2 separate regions of the Sus scrofa genome follow, and region 2 is linked to region 1. A link is a contact called in public HiChIP or PLAC-seq data. All regions are on one chromosome and are shown on one strand. The core of a region is the stretch at or near the end of the contact, and the rest is flanking DNA. Distances in the headings are between cores, read along the strand shown. Region 1 has its middle 46 kb from the start of PIK3CG. Region 2 overlaps LOC110255501 (a long non-coding RNA gene).

Region 1 (6,106 bases), core at 3,411-5,910:
GTGGTTGATCAGACCACCATCTTCAAGTCATTCTTGGTACTTTCCTTTCACTCTTACCCCACATCCAGCAGGAAATACTGTTGGCTTTCTACGGCCAATAGAAACTTTTCATCCAATAACCCAGTTTCCTTTCCAGTTGTGCCTCTCCTTGAAGGATTAAATATCCCTTTTTTGTTGAGTTTAGGAGTGGCCATATGACTTGCTTTAACCCAATACATGTGGGCAGAATTGATGGATATCATATCCAGTGGGTACTCTAAGAGCCAGCAAATGACAGTCCACAATGCTCCAGATAGAGGCAGCCCTGCCGGCCTGCACCCAGAACCAAGTCACGAGTGGCAGAGCCACTGCCGACTCACACTAGACATGAGGCATTGTAAGCTGCTGATGTGGGACCAGAGCTGATCTTCACACAGCTCAGAGTGCCAGGAAATGGGGTGCTGGATGGCTAATTGGCTGTGGCAATGGTTACACCTATGGCTCCTCTTGATGGGAGCAAAACAAAAAATGCTTGCTTCACCACCCATGTGGGACTTGGGTTTCTTATACTTCAGATAGTTGGTTACACAGGATGCTAGTTTTAGACCCAAGCTCACTTGTTACACAGCAATTTCTCATGTGTGAACACGCAACCCATCCCCACCTCTCTTGCCAATCTCCAGCCACCAATCCAGTGGAGGCTGAGTCCTCACATGGTGGGTAAACAACGCAGCTCACTGATCTTTTGGGCCAAGAACCTAGAATAATGCCTGGCACATAGTATTTGCTCAATAAATTTGTTGACTAAAGGAATTCAGGAAAACAACAAAGTTCAGGAGTAAAAGAAGCATTTTCTTAAAGTAAACCCTGGCTCTTCAATCAAGCTGCATGCAAGCTCTGTCAGACAGGACTGAGTCATGATAATTTTGGGTGGAACCATTGTCTGATGGTTGACTATAGTCTTTTTTTTTTTTTTGTCTTTTCTAGGGCCACACCCTGTGGAGGATATGGAGGTTCCCAGGCTAGGGGTCTAATTGGAGCTGTAGCCACCAGTCTACACCAGAGCCACAGCAATGCAGGATCCGAGCTGCGTCTGCAACCCACACCACAGCTCACAACGACGGATCCTTAACCCACTGAGCGAGGCCAGGGATCGAACCCGCAACCTCATGGTTCCTAGTTGGATTCGTTAACCACTAAGCCACTATGAGAACTCCTTTTTTTTTTTTTTTTTTTTTTTTTTTTTGACTAGTCTTATTTCCTAAGCAAACACTCTGGAATGTTTGGGACCTTGGACAAAATTTCAAGTGCAGTGTTACTTACAGTCTTTAAATGACGTAAATGTTATAATTGTTGGCATGCTCATTAACTTGCAGTTAATAGTTAAGAACATGGACTCTGGAGCCTGATGAGGTTCAAATTCCACTACTAGCTGTATGATCTTGGGCCAGTTACTTAACCTCTCTGTGACTCATTTTCCTCCTTTGTCAAGTGGTAGCAGTAATAATTCCTACCTCATAGAGCTGTTGTGAAGTTAATGCATGCAATGCATGTTTATACCCGTCCCCAGCACATAGGATGTCGTATATGTTTGCTTTTTATTTTTATTGTTGTGCATATTATCCCTACCTTCTCCTAATCATCTACCTGTTTTGCTAAGTGGATCCTGAAAGCCAGCAAGAAGACTCTGAGTTCTCTGAAATGCCGTTGCCCAAACATTTCCAGAGTGTGCTTGGTCAAAGCCGTACCACTAGTTTCATATGTGTTTAATTTTGGATAGGTGGGGCTAAATCACAGAACCAGTTTTGTTTATTTATAACCGCCTTTAGATTCCCTCTTCCCTTCAAATCTCCCTTCTAAATCTGAGATAAGGTGCCAGCCTTCTCAGAAAAGAAGGGAAGGTCCAAAGGAAAATGAAGGCTGTCGACATAGCTCCCAGAAGGTGGGATCTGGATGTGCGAAAAAGCACACCAAAGAGGAAACTGAGATTACCAGTACGGTTTCCTCTTTATGCTTCAATTTTCTAAAATATGCCCAATGAACATGTATGTTTTAAAAGTTAGAATAAAATATGGTCTTTTGTAAAACAGAGAATTTTTTAAAAATCCTGCCAAAATCTCTCATCAAACAACTGAAAACTCTACTAAAAGAAGTCACAGAAGGAGCAGATTGAGTGGGGTGAAGGGACCTACTAAAGGAAGGTTACAGAAGGAGCAGGTTGAGTGGGGTGAAGGCAGAGCTCAGTGGCTTATGCAGATTATGTAGGAGCCTGGGGATGGGAGGTGGAAATATGGGCAAAGCAGGAGTGAGAAGTGGGCTTCTGACAAACCCCAAATTGTTTGGAAGAGTGAAACAAAAACCAGGAGACCAAAAAGACTTAGCTGACCAGTCCACAATGTTTGAAACTCTACGCTAGATACTGTAGGAAAGAAAGCAATGAATATAGCAGGGTCTCTACCTCCTATTGCATCTAAACATGAACTTGAGGAAATCGACTCTACAGCAAGTGTAGACTCCCTTTTGGAGGGAGGAAATCTTTTTAGATCACGATGCCAGGACTTCTCAAACTATTCCTTATGGATCATGTGCATGGGGGATAGCAGGGCTGATTATGAAAATGCAGACTCTCAGGCCTCTCCATCCCTGATGAATCAGCAGGTCTGGAGCCCAGAAGCAAGGGATCTGGCTTTTCATCAAGCCCTTGTGGTGATTCTTATGTACAATTTAAAATGTTAGTAACTCTCTTGTCAAACAACTGAAAACTTCAGTGGTAGCTGCCAAAGGAATTAAAATTACTTTCGACGGGGGTGGTGGGCATGGATGGTTTCAAGGAGCAGTATTTGAATGGAGGCTTTGGCTGGGTTTTCCTGACTGTGCCCAAGGGGAGGTCCAGTTCCAGGAGCGGGAAATGGGTGATCCAAGGCAACCAAGTTCATGGGGTGGGGTGGGGGGCCCATGACCGTGCTGGGGTTTATGGCAGACATGGGCTGCAGACCCATGAGGTGATGAGGTTCCAGTTCTGCAAGCTTTCCAGCCTCTCTTCCACACTTCACTGGGATGACAGGGCTGAGGAATTTCACCACAGAAAGCTGGTTTGGCTCTATGCTCATCTGTTCCCAGGCGAGCTAAATTCACCCGCTTTCTGCCTTCTGTCAAGTCAGCTGTTCTCTGAATTCAAGTAGAAGTATGAGAATTTCTGGCCACTCAGGGTGGCATTTTGCTATGGTCATTGCTTGAAGTAGCACAGGCGGCTCTATTTCCAAAGGGAAACCAGCCTACTCACCTCAGGCGGGGCAGGCAGGCAGGCAGCAGGCCAGGCCAGTGCTGGGCACACTGGGTGGCTTTGCCATCTCAGTGGCATCTGCAGGGAGTGAGGGGCAAGCAGCCGGTGATCAGATGTTCCTATACCACGGAAGTGCCCAGACCAACTATCGGGTCTGTGAGTGGGTTGGAACCTCCCTTTCTAAGCTACCTAGATGGTGTCAATCAACAACAATCATTTAATGACTGACCCTGCTGTTGAGTCAGCGCTGTCAGCCTCCACCCCTTTCTCGACTTCTGCTGATGCTGTTTGAAGCATCTAAGGGGTGAGAAGCTGGGGCCCGGCCTCATCAGCAGCAGCCCCACGATGAAAATTCCATCAAGGTCTCCTGTCTCCCTTCTGGCCTCGACCATCATGCTGTAGCCAAAAAATGTGAACTGGGCTAAGACACAGACAGGGTGCGAGGAACGTGGAGGGGCTGCCCAGATGTCCTTTCCAGAAAGGGGTGTGATCAGCAGATGCTTGTCAGCTGCTAGCCCCTCAGGGTCTGCCTCAGCTGCCTAGGCCATGTCCACAGCCAATGACGGATTATGGCAGGTGTATATAAGCCTAGCTATTTGGCCCAGGGCCCAGCAATTCACATGGGCCTCCCAGTCCTGCTTTCATGCCTTCCTTCCACAGGTGCTAATCCTAAGGCATTCCGCAATAAACACTGCAGCCTTCATTCCATTTCAGTCTGCTCTCCAGAGAACCCACATGCAGCCCGTGAGTTTGAATTTCAGCTGGACTAATTCGGAGCTCTGTGACCTTGGGGAAGCAAGAACTTCTTTTCTGTGAGACTTAATGTCCTGTTCTGCAAAATGAACACATAGTAACTTTTTTCATAGGATTGTTGCTGGTGCATTTACATATCTGGTGCAGAGTACTTGCTCATCAGTATTAGCTATTGTAATCTCAGGCAAGTTATGTAACTTTAGTGAGCCTTGGATCCGTTATCTAAAAATAAGAACAATATCGCTTACATCTCAGGATTTTTTTAAAAAATTGAAGTCTAGTTGATTTACCGTGTTGTTAGCTTCTGGTGTACAGCATAGTGCTTCAGTGTATCTCAGGATTTTGGTAAGGATCATATGACATACTCTGTGTGTGAGGTACTCAGTAGATATGCCCTTTCCCCTTATTTTTCCTTTATCATATCAATAGTACCTTTATAGAGTGAATTAAAAAAATAATTCTTTTTAATGTTATTTATTGCTTGCCCTTTATCAGAGTATAAAGTGCATTCATTCATATTCGGAGGAGGAAAATTGCATGTAGAGCAGAAGGGCGGGGCTCAGGTGGAGCCCTGGTTTTGTGGCTCTCTTCTCTTCCATTCCAGGTCAAAGGACAACTCCAGGCAGCACACCCTGCATGACTCAACATATTCTACACACTGCTCATATGACCTTCGTTTCCCCTTTTTCCTTGGTTCACTTTTATAATCCTTGTAATGATCTATTTCTGTGGATTATAGGATTTCTGTTTTATCTGGTAAATCTCTGAGAAGCAGGGAAGTATCTCTCTCTCTCTCTCTTTTTTTTTTAAAGGGTCTGGCTGGCTGTTCATTGGTTCTTGTACTAGTTAATAGTGACCAGCTCTTACAGCAATGCTGAGTTCTGCTGGATGCATTCAGAGCAGGAATTCCTGCTGACTTCACAAGGAATCTGAAAGCCAGATGGGGTCTTCTGAGCCCCCCCTTGTCCAACTCTGTCATCTCACCCATGAGGAATTTTTGTTTAGGTCAGCCTATTTTTAAATAATGTCATTTAAAATCTTATGTGGAATTTTTGTAGCCCCATCTTTATTACATCTTTCTTTTATAACTTCATAGTCTATTTTTTGTTTCTCGTTTAAAGCTTCGTCAGTTCTAGGAACACTGTCTTACACTGACACCTACTGGACAGGTGGGAAAATAGCTGATACCAAGAACACTACCGTTTGTTAGGACTAGAGACAGATAAATAGTGTCTTTCCCACTGCATTCATATTTATTTATTTATTTATGTATTTATGTATTTATTTATTTATTTTTGAGGGTGGTCTTTGCAGGGGCATACCTGCAGCATATGAAAATTCCCAGGCTAGTGGTCGAATCAGAGCTGCAGCTGCCAGCCTACGCCACAGACACAGCCACAGCAATGCCAAATCTGAGCCAAGTCTGTGACCCGTACCAAAGCTCTCACAGCAACGCCAGTTTCTTAACCCACTGAGTAGGGCCAGAACCCATGTCCTCATAGATACTAGTTGGGTTTGTTACCGCTGAACCACGGGGGGAACTCCCACATTCACTTTTAATAAGCCTCTTTCTTATAACTGTCCCGGTCATAAGCTTTCATTTCCCTCTTCTTCTACTAAACCTAATTGTCTATATTAGATTTTAGATTTCTGGGATGTGATGATTAGATCCAGTTAAGATGCTACAAGCCCATAGTATGTTTATGCAGTGCCATTCTTTAGATATATTTAATGTTTAATGAGGCACAATAATCCCACTCAGTAACTGTGATAATTCTGCAAGCACTGTAGCTCTGAAGCACTGACATGTCAGGTGGGCCCTGTGAAAGGTATGGAACCATTCTTAATCCTAGAGTCACCTGATGGTGGGGACTGCCAGAGGCCATCTCATCTGGATCAAAACCTCTCACCATTGGCAGTAAGAACTATCCAGGATGAAGGACATAAATTCTTTCCTTGACGATTTCTCCAGGGATCACAACCCCAGTGAGAATTCATTCAAACGCCTCACGGGACTTGGTTACAAAGCACCTCTTTCCTGCCTTTATATAAAGTTACTTTTGTTTGTCCTCCTAAGGTCTGGCAATGATT
Region 2 (6,230 bases), core at 2,915-5,414, 140 kb before region 1:
GTTACCCTGGGTTTTTCTCCATTGAGAGAATGCTCGATACCTAAATGGGCTTTAGTTGTTAACTATTAAAGGCTGGTCAGCTTACCTTTCCCTGCCTTGGCTGAGCCACACACCCTGAAGGGCAGGAATTGGCATTTAGAGCAGGGCAGAGGCTCAGTTTTCCACTGTTTTTCCCTCTGAGCTGCAGCTCTTTTTCATTGATATCTCTGCTTTTTTTTTTTTTTTTTTTGTCGTCTTAGGGCTGCACCCCCAGCACATGGAGGTTCCCAGGCTAGGGGTTGAATCGGAGCTGTAGCCGATGGCCTACACCACAGCCCCAGCAACAAGGGATCCGAGGCACATCTGTGACCTATACCACTGCTCATGGCAAGGCCAGATCCTTAACCCACTGAGTGAGGCCAGGAATCGAACCCCCATCCTCATGGTTACGAGCCAGATTAGTTTCTGCTGAGCCACAACAGGACTCCTCTTTGTGGTTTTGAAAATACTTTGCCACATTCTCAGAACTGTAACTTACTATTTATTAGAGCAACAGAAGGAAACGCTTCCTTAGTAACAGCCTGCTTTAAAATCATCATTATTCTTATTAGAGGGACAATTAGTTAATGAGACTAGGGATATCTTTGATATCTGGGTAGGAACAGTTCAGCTTCATAGATGAGCAAGCTGGTTCGGAATGAGGCCAAGGGAGACGCCGTCTTCTCTAATTTCCCCCCATTCCCTGCAAAGGTAATGGAAAATGACTGCATGCCTTTTTTTTTTTTTTCCCCTTTCTTTTCAGGGCCACACCTGCAGGGTCTGGAAGTTCCAAGGCTATGAGTTGAATCAGAGCTGCAGCTGCTGCCTATGCCACAGCCCCAGTAACACCAGATCCAAGCCACATGTGTGACCTAAATGGCAGCTTTCGGCAATGCCAGATCCTTAACCCACTGAGTGAGGCCAGGGACAGAACCCACAGCCTCATGGATACTAGTCAGATTCTTAACCCGCTGAGCCACAACTCCCTGAGTGCTTTTTCTGTTGGACCTGCATGCTCTTTGGGAATTTGCTGTTGTTTTTGAAGGTGAAGGCATTTGTACAGTAGGCTCCAGATAGAATGCTATCCAACATCTGTTTTCAAACATAATTTGGGGAAAGGGCATCTCCGTTTCTTGATGGATTTGAAAGATGGAGAACTCACCAGCTGACTTCTTTACAAATCAGTCTATAAGCCATCCCTCCCCTCTTTCTGCGGCTCACATTCTGGTTACTTGAGATGATTTGAGGGCTGTAAGATCTCCTCCATTGGGAAGAGTTGGTCCTTGAAAATTTGCCTTTACAGATTGGTTATGTTGCATTAAGAATTACCTTTATGGGAGTTCCCGTCGTGGCGCAGTGGTTAACGAATCCGACTAGGAACCATGAGGTTGCGGGTTCGATCCCTGGCCTTGCTCGGTGGGTTAACGATCCGGCGTTGCCGTGAGCTGTGGTGTAGGTTGCAGACTTGGCTCGGATCCCGCGTTGCTGTGGCTCTGGCGTAGGCCGGTGGCTACAGCTCCGATTCAACCCCTAGCCTGGGAACCTCCATATGCCGCGGGAGCGGCCCAAGAAATAGCAACAACAAAAAGACAAAAGACAAAAAAAAAAAAAAAAAAAAAAAGAATTACCTTTATGTTATTAATATCTTCTAAAATATAAACATTCTTTGGAAGGTGTTAGGAGAATGGTAGTTTTTCCTCTACCATTTTAGGTTCTTGCTTGGCTGAGAACACCTAGTAATAAAAGGCAGATGAGCAAGAAAAAAAATTTAACTACATACGTACTTAGGTACATACATGCTGGAGTCCCACAAAGATATGACTCAAAGAAATGACCCAGCATACATTTTAGACAAGAAAACAATTGATTTGTAAAGAATTGACAAGACAAAGGGGGTAGTAAAATGACGAAGTAACAAGGTTTGGTAGTTCCCATTGTGGCTCAGCGGAAATGAATCTGACTAGTATCCATGAGGATGCAGGTTCGACCCCTAGCCTCACTCAGTGGGTTAAGGATCTGGAGTTGCTGTGAGCTGTGGTGTAGGTCACAGATGCGGCTTGGATCCTGCCTTGCTGTGGCTGTGATGTAGGCCAGCAGCTGTAGCTCTGATTTGTCCCCTAGCCTGGGAACCTCCATGTGCCCCATGTGTGGTCCTAAAAACCAACCAACCAACCAACAAACAAACAAAAAACCCATAAAAAATAAAGAAGTAACAAGGTTTATATAACCCTCTTAGCCCTGCCTGTGGTGATGTATCAGGATGCCCTCTGCCTTCCAGGTACAGAGTCCCTTTCACAGGGGAGATTAAGCTCCTCTTTCAGGGGGACATTGGTGGGTCGGTATTCTTCCTGCATCAGCTCTCTCTCACGTACTTTAATTCAAAATAGTCAGTATGCCAAAGTGGCATATTTGGGGGTGATATATTCTAAACCCCTACAGAGATAACACATTGCTTTCTTTATACATTAGTGAGTTTTATCATATCAACCTCTCAACTTGAAAGAACTGAGTAGAATGAGCCCTGAATATCTGTCTTTTGCAGAGGGAGGCAGAGAGCCTTGAACGGAATGAAGGACAGGCATTGACAGGCGATATGAGAGTCCCAAGGACCAAAAAGAGGCTGGGTGGCCTTGTGTGATAAACAGGGACGTCACTAGGGTGAGGCTGGGAAGGGAGGAGAGGCCCCTGAGGGTTGTCTTTTCTGTCCTAAGGATTTTTTATTTTTTTACATTTAAACTCACAGCGTTTTCTTTATGTCATGTCCTAAGGATTCTGCTGGCTCTCCTCGCTCTGTGGACACGAAGCGGCAGCGCTGCTTCTGGCGGGGAGCCCCTGTACCTCTACTCCCCTGGGTGCACCGTGTCTCTCCACCTTTGTCCTCACTCTTAGTCCAGAAGCTCAGCTGCGTTGGAAGATAGGCAGTAATGACAGATTGGCTTAGTTACGGCTGATTTTACTTTTGTTTCCTCCAATGGCAGGGTAAAGTGGCAGCACGAAGGTTTTAAACAAAAAGTTCCCCAGAATGTGCAAGGGCTCTGCCTTGCCTCCCTTTATCTTACAGAGGCCTTGCTAGAGTTCAGTGGTCTTGCTAACCTGCAAAGGTGCCTTTTATGCGCCAAGACAGAAAAAGCTTACATTAGCATACTATCCAGGAAGCGACTTCTCTCAGACCTTCTGTCTGGGTTTACAGCCTTGAAATTGTTACTGCATCAGCCCTGGGACTAATCTCCCCTTATCTGTGCTTAGGCTTCTGGGCTGAATCTTCCATTTATGTCTACTAGGGATGATGCCCACTACCCAGGCCCAACCCTTCAGGGGTGAGATGAACTTCTGTGAATAACAGTATCTCATTCTAGTGGGAACTAAACTGGACAGAGAAGGGAAGAGTATTTGCTGACCTTTCTGGAAAAGGGAAGCTTCTAATACAGCCCCTGGGAGAGGGAGGGCTCCAGGCAGTGTTTCTTTTAAAGTCTATATTTTTAAAGTTAATGGAAAATGACAAAATTTCATATGGGTTATAAAGCTTAAAATAATTTCCCAGTGCTGTGACATGTGTTGAAGGCGGTAGTCAGGATGTTTGTAACGTATTCTCTTTAATTTCATGGATCCTAATTTCGAATGTTTGGATTTGCAAGCCTTGAGGAATACAGATTGCCTTACAATTGGGATTTTTAGAGCTGTTTTGTTTTTCATGTCAATAAACGTTTAAAAATACCTCTGGCAGTCTAGGGAATTAGCTTCTGTAGTTGGAGGGTGAAGATGTGATGACGGTTTTTCTTCTTTATAACGTCCCCTGTCTTTTTAGAACAGGCTGTGATTGTGGGTGGATTATTCTGATGCTGTTGCTTTGTCCAGAGAGTGTGTAGCTGCTTGCAAGTAAAAGTTTTCTCTCTGTTATCATTAAACAGGCATCATTGCTAATCATGCAATGGTAGTTCTCCAGGTAGAAATGTTATTTCTTTAGAGTCGGTTATTTCAGTTCAATGGCTCTTACATTTTAACATGCATTAACATCACCTGGGAAGATTTCTGAAAAGCACATATCTGGGTGTTACATAAGATTGAGTCGCCTGGGTGGAGCCCAAGGATCTGCATGTTAAGCTTTGGCCTGAGAGTCACATTCTGAGGGTGAATCGTTGCCTAGACTTGATTTCTCAACCTCAGCACTATTGCCCTGTTGGTTGGATGCATATTGGTTGTGGGAGCTCTTCCGTAAATTACAGGACATTTAGCAGCATTGCTGGCCTCTACCCACTAGATAGATGTCTGAAGCCTCCCCACCTGCTGTGACAACCAAAAATGTCTCCAGACATTGCCGAATGTCCTCTGGGGTGGTGGGAGTGCAAACCTCTGCTTAGACACTTTGCACCTCCTCATTCAAATGTCCTGGCCACCCAAGCATTCTTGTGAATGATGGATTTGTATGTGGGACTCCAGTTCAAACTTAGTTTTCTTGGAACTCTCTATGCTAAATGAATCTTTTGTCATGGAGTGCTCAAGCTAATAGCAAAGTTTCGTTCTTTCTTTCATGACTAATGCTCCATTGTATATATACCACATCTTCTTTATGCAGTTATCTATTGTTGGGTGCTTAAGCTGCTTTCATTATCTTGGCTATTGTAAACAGTGCTACTACGAACACTGGGGTGCCATCATCTTTCTGAATTAATGTCAAGGGCTTGTTCTTGATAGATAAAGAAACCATTTCCAGAGAAAAGAGAACATAGGAGAAGTGGATGTATGATGACCTCTGGTCCACTCTGGAGTGGGTGGGGTGATGATACTCTCACCCCACCTGAACTTATGACCTTGTGTCACTAGCAGTTGCATATGTATAGCCACATCAAGCCCTGTATAGAGACAGGCCCTACACTTCATTTAATGCTCTGCTATTGCCATCTTGAGTTTCTTTTATTACATTGTACCTCTCACAGTAACAGAAGACTGGAAACAGGGCAAATATCCGTCATCAGGAACTGGTTGAGTAAGCCACACAGTGGAGGACACTGAAGCTGAAAAAAGGAACAAGTGAGATCTCAACACACTGCTGTGCAGAGATCGCTGGGGTGGATTGTTCTTTGAATAAAGTAAGGTGGGTGTCCAGAATGGGCACTGTTTATTAGCTTATCACAAAAGGATTTAACTGAGGCACAGCCAGATGGAAGAGAAGCAGGGGGCAAGGTACGTGGGATGGAGTGTGGCGTTTCCATGATCCATGGGTGCACTACTCTCCCCAAAGCTCCATGTGTTCACCAACCTGGAAGCTTTTGAAGTTCTTAATAATTTTTGAACAAGAGGCCTTGCAATTGCATTTTGCACTGAGCTCTGTGAGTTATACAGATGGATCTGGAGAGGTTTTTTTTTTGGTTGTGCCTGCAGCATGTGGAAGTTCTTGGGCCAGGGATCGAACCTGAGCCCAGCAGTGACAATGACAGGTCCTTACCCTGCTAAGCCACCAGGGAACTCCTAGAAGAGAGAGGGGCTTTTAAATTTTATTATTATGGGAGGTGGGAGTTTTCAAGAATATCAAGTTCAGGAATTTATACAGTAAAGAGAAACAGGTTATTTTCCCTTGATGAGATTAGAATACATTTATCAGGAAATTGACAACCTCTCCAAACCAGATGTGTGTGGGGAACTGCTAGGAGGCAAGGAAACAGAAGCCAAAGAAGGCAGTATGGTGGTGTGGAGCCAGATATAAATGAATTCTAATGAATTTGGATAAGCCATATAATTTCTCCAAGCCTTAGTTTCTTTTTCTGTAAAACGAGATGCTCTGAAGCTGTAAGGTTTAAATTAGACAATATGAGTGCCTCGTACAGTGACTGGCGTGTAGTAAGCCCTCAATGTATGGCAGTTACATTCATATGGGGCTTTGCTCTCAGGAGCCTGGAATTCAGAAGGGGAACTGGATGTATCAAATCGTGGCAGTAGAACCCAGTATATTAGCCAGCTTGGGCTGCCATAATAAAGTATCACAGACTGGCTGGCTTCAACAACAGAAGTTTGTTTTCTCACAGTTCTAGAGGTGAAAGTTGAGACCCTATGCTAGGTACTAGCATAGTCAGGTTCTGGCGAGAACTTTCTTCTTGGCTCGTGGACAGCTGCCTTTTCAATGTGTCCTAATTTGGCAGAGAGCTCTGGAGTCTCTTCTTTTCTTATAAGGACAGCAGATCTGTTGGATCAGGGCTCCACTCTTAAGACTTCCTTTA

What was found. HiChIP or PLAC-seq counts read pairs in DNA pulled down with a chosen protein or histone mark.
Region 2: an H3K27ac HiChIP or PLAC-seq map of alveolar macrophages shows a contact between it and region 1. The contact joins two enhancer-like sites. A contact is called at or near these places in 2 of 2 datasets of contacts at active chromatin or transcription factors (alveolar macrophages and skeletal muscle).

The regions. Positions count from the first base shown.
Region 1 is chr9:106,655,980-106,662,085 of Sscrofa11.1, reverse strand. No RefSeq gene overlaps it. Among named protein-coding and RNA genes, the nearest start is that of PIK3CG, 46 kb to the left of the region's middle. Within about 2 kb of position 4,660, at least 24 of the 83 cell types and tissues checked have an H3K27ac peak or open chromatin away from gene starts, as enhancers often do. A contact at or near this core is called in alveolar macrophages, where this site is marked.
Region 2 is chr9:106,792,750-106,798,979 of Sscrofa11.1, reverse strand. All of the region lies in intron 2 of LOC110255501 (a long non-coding RNA gene), which reads right to left. Among named protein-coding and RNA genes, the nearest start is that of PRKAR2B, 55 kb to the left of the region's middle. Within about 2 kb of position 4,164, at least 6 of the 83 cell types and tissues checked have an H3K27ac peak or open chromatin away from gene starts, as enhancers often do. A contact at or near this core is called in alveolar macrophages, where this site is marked.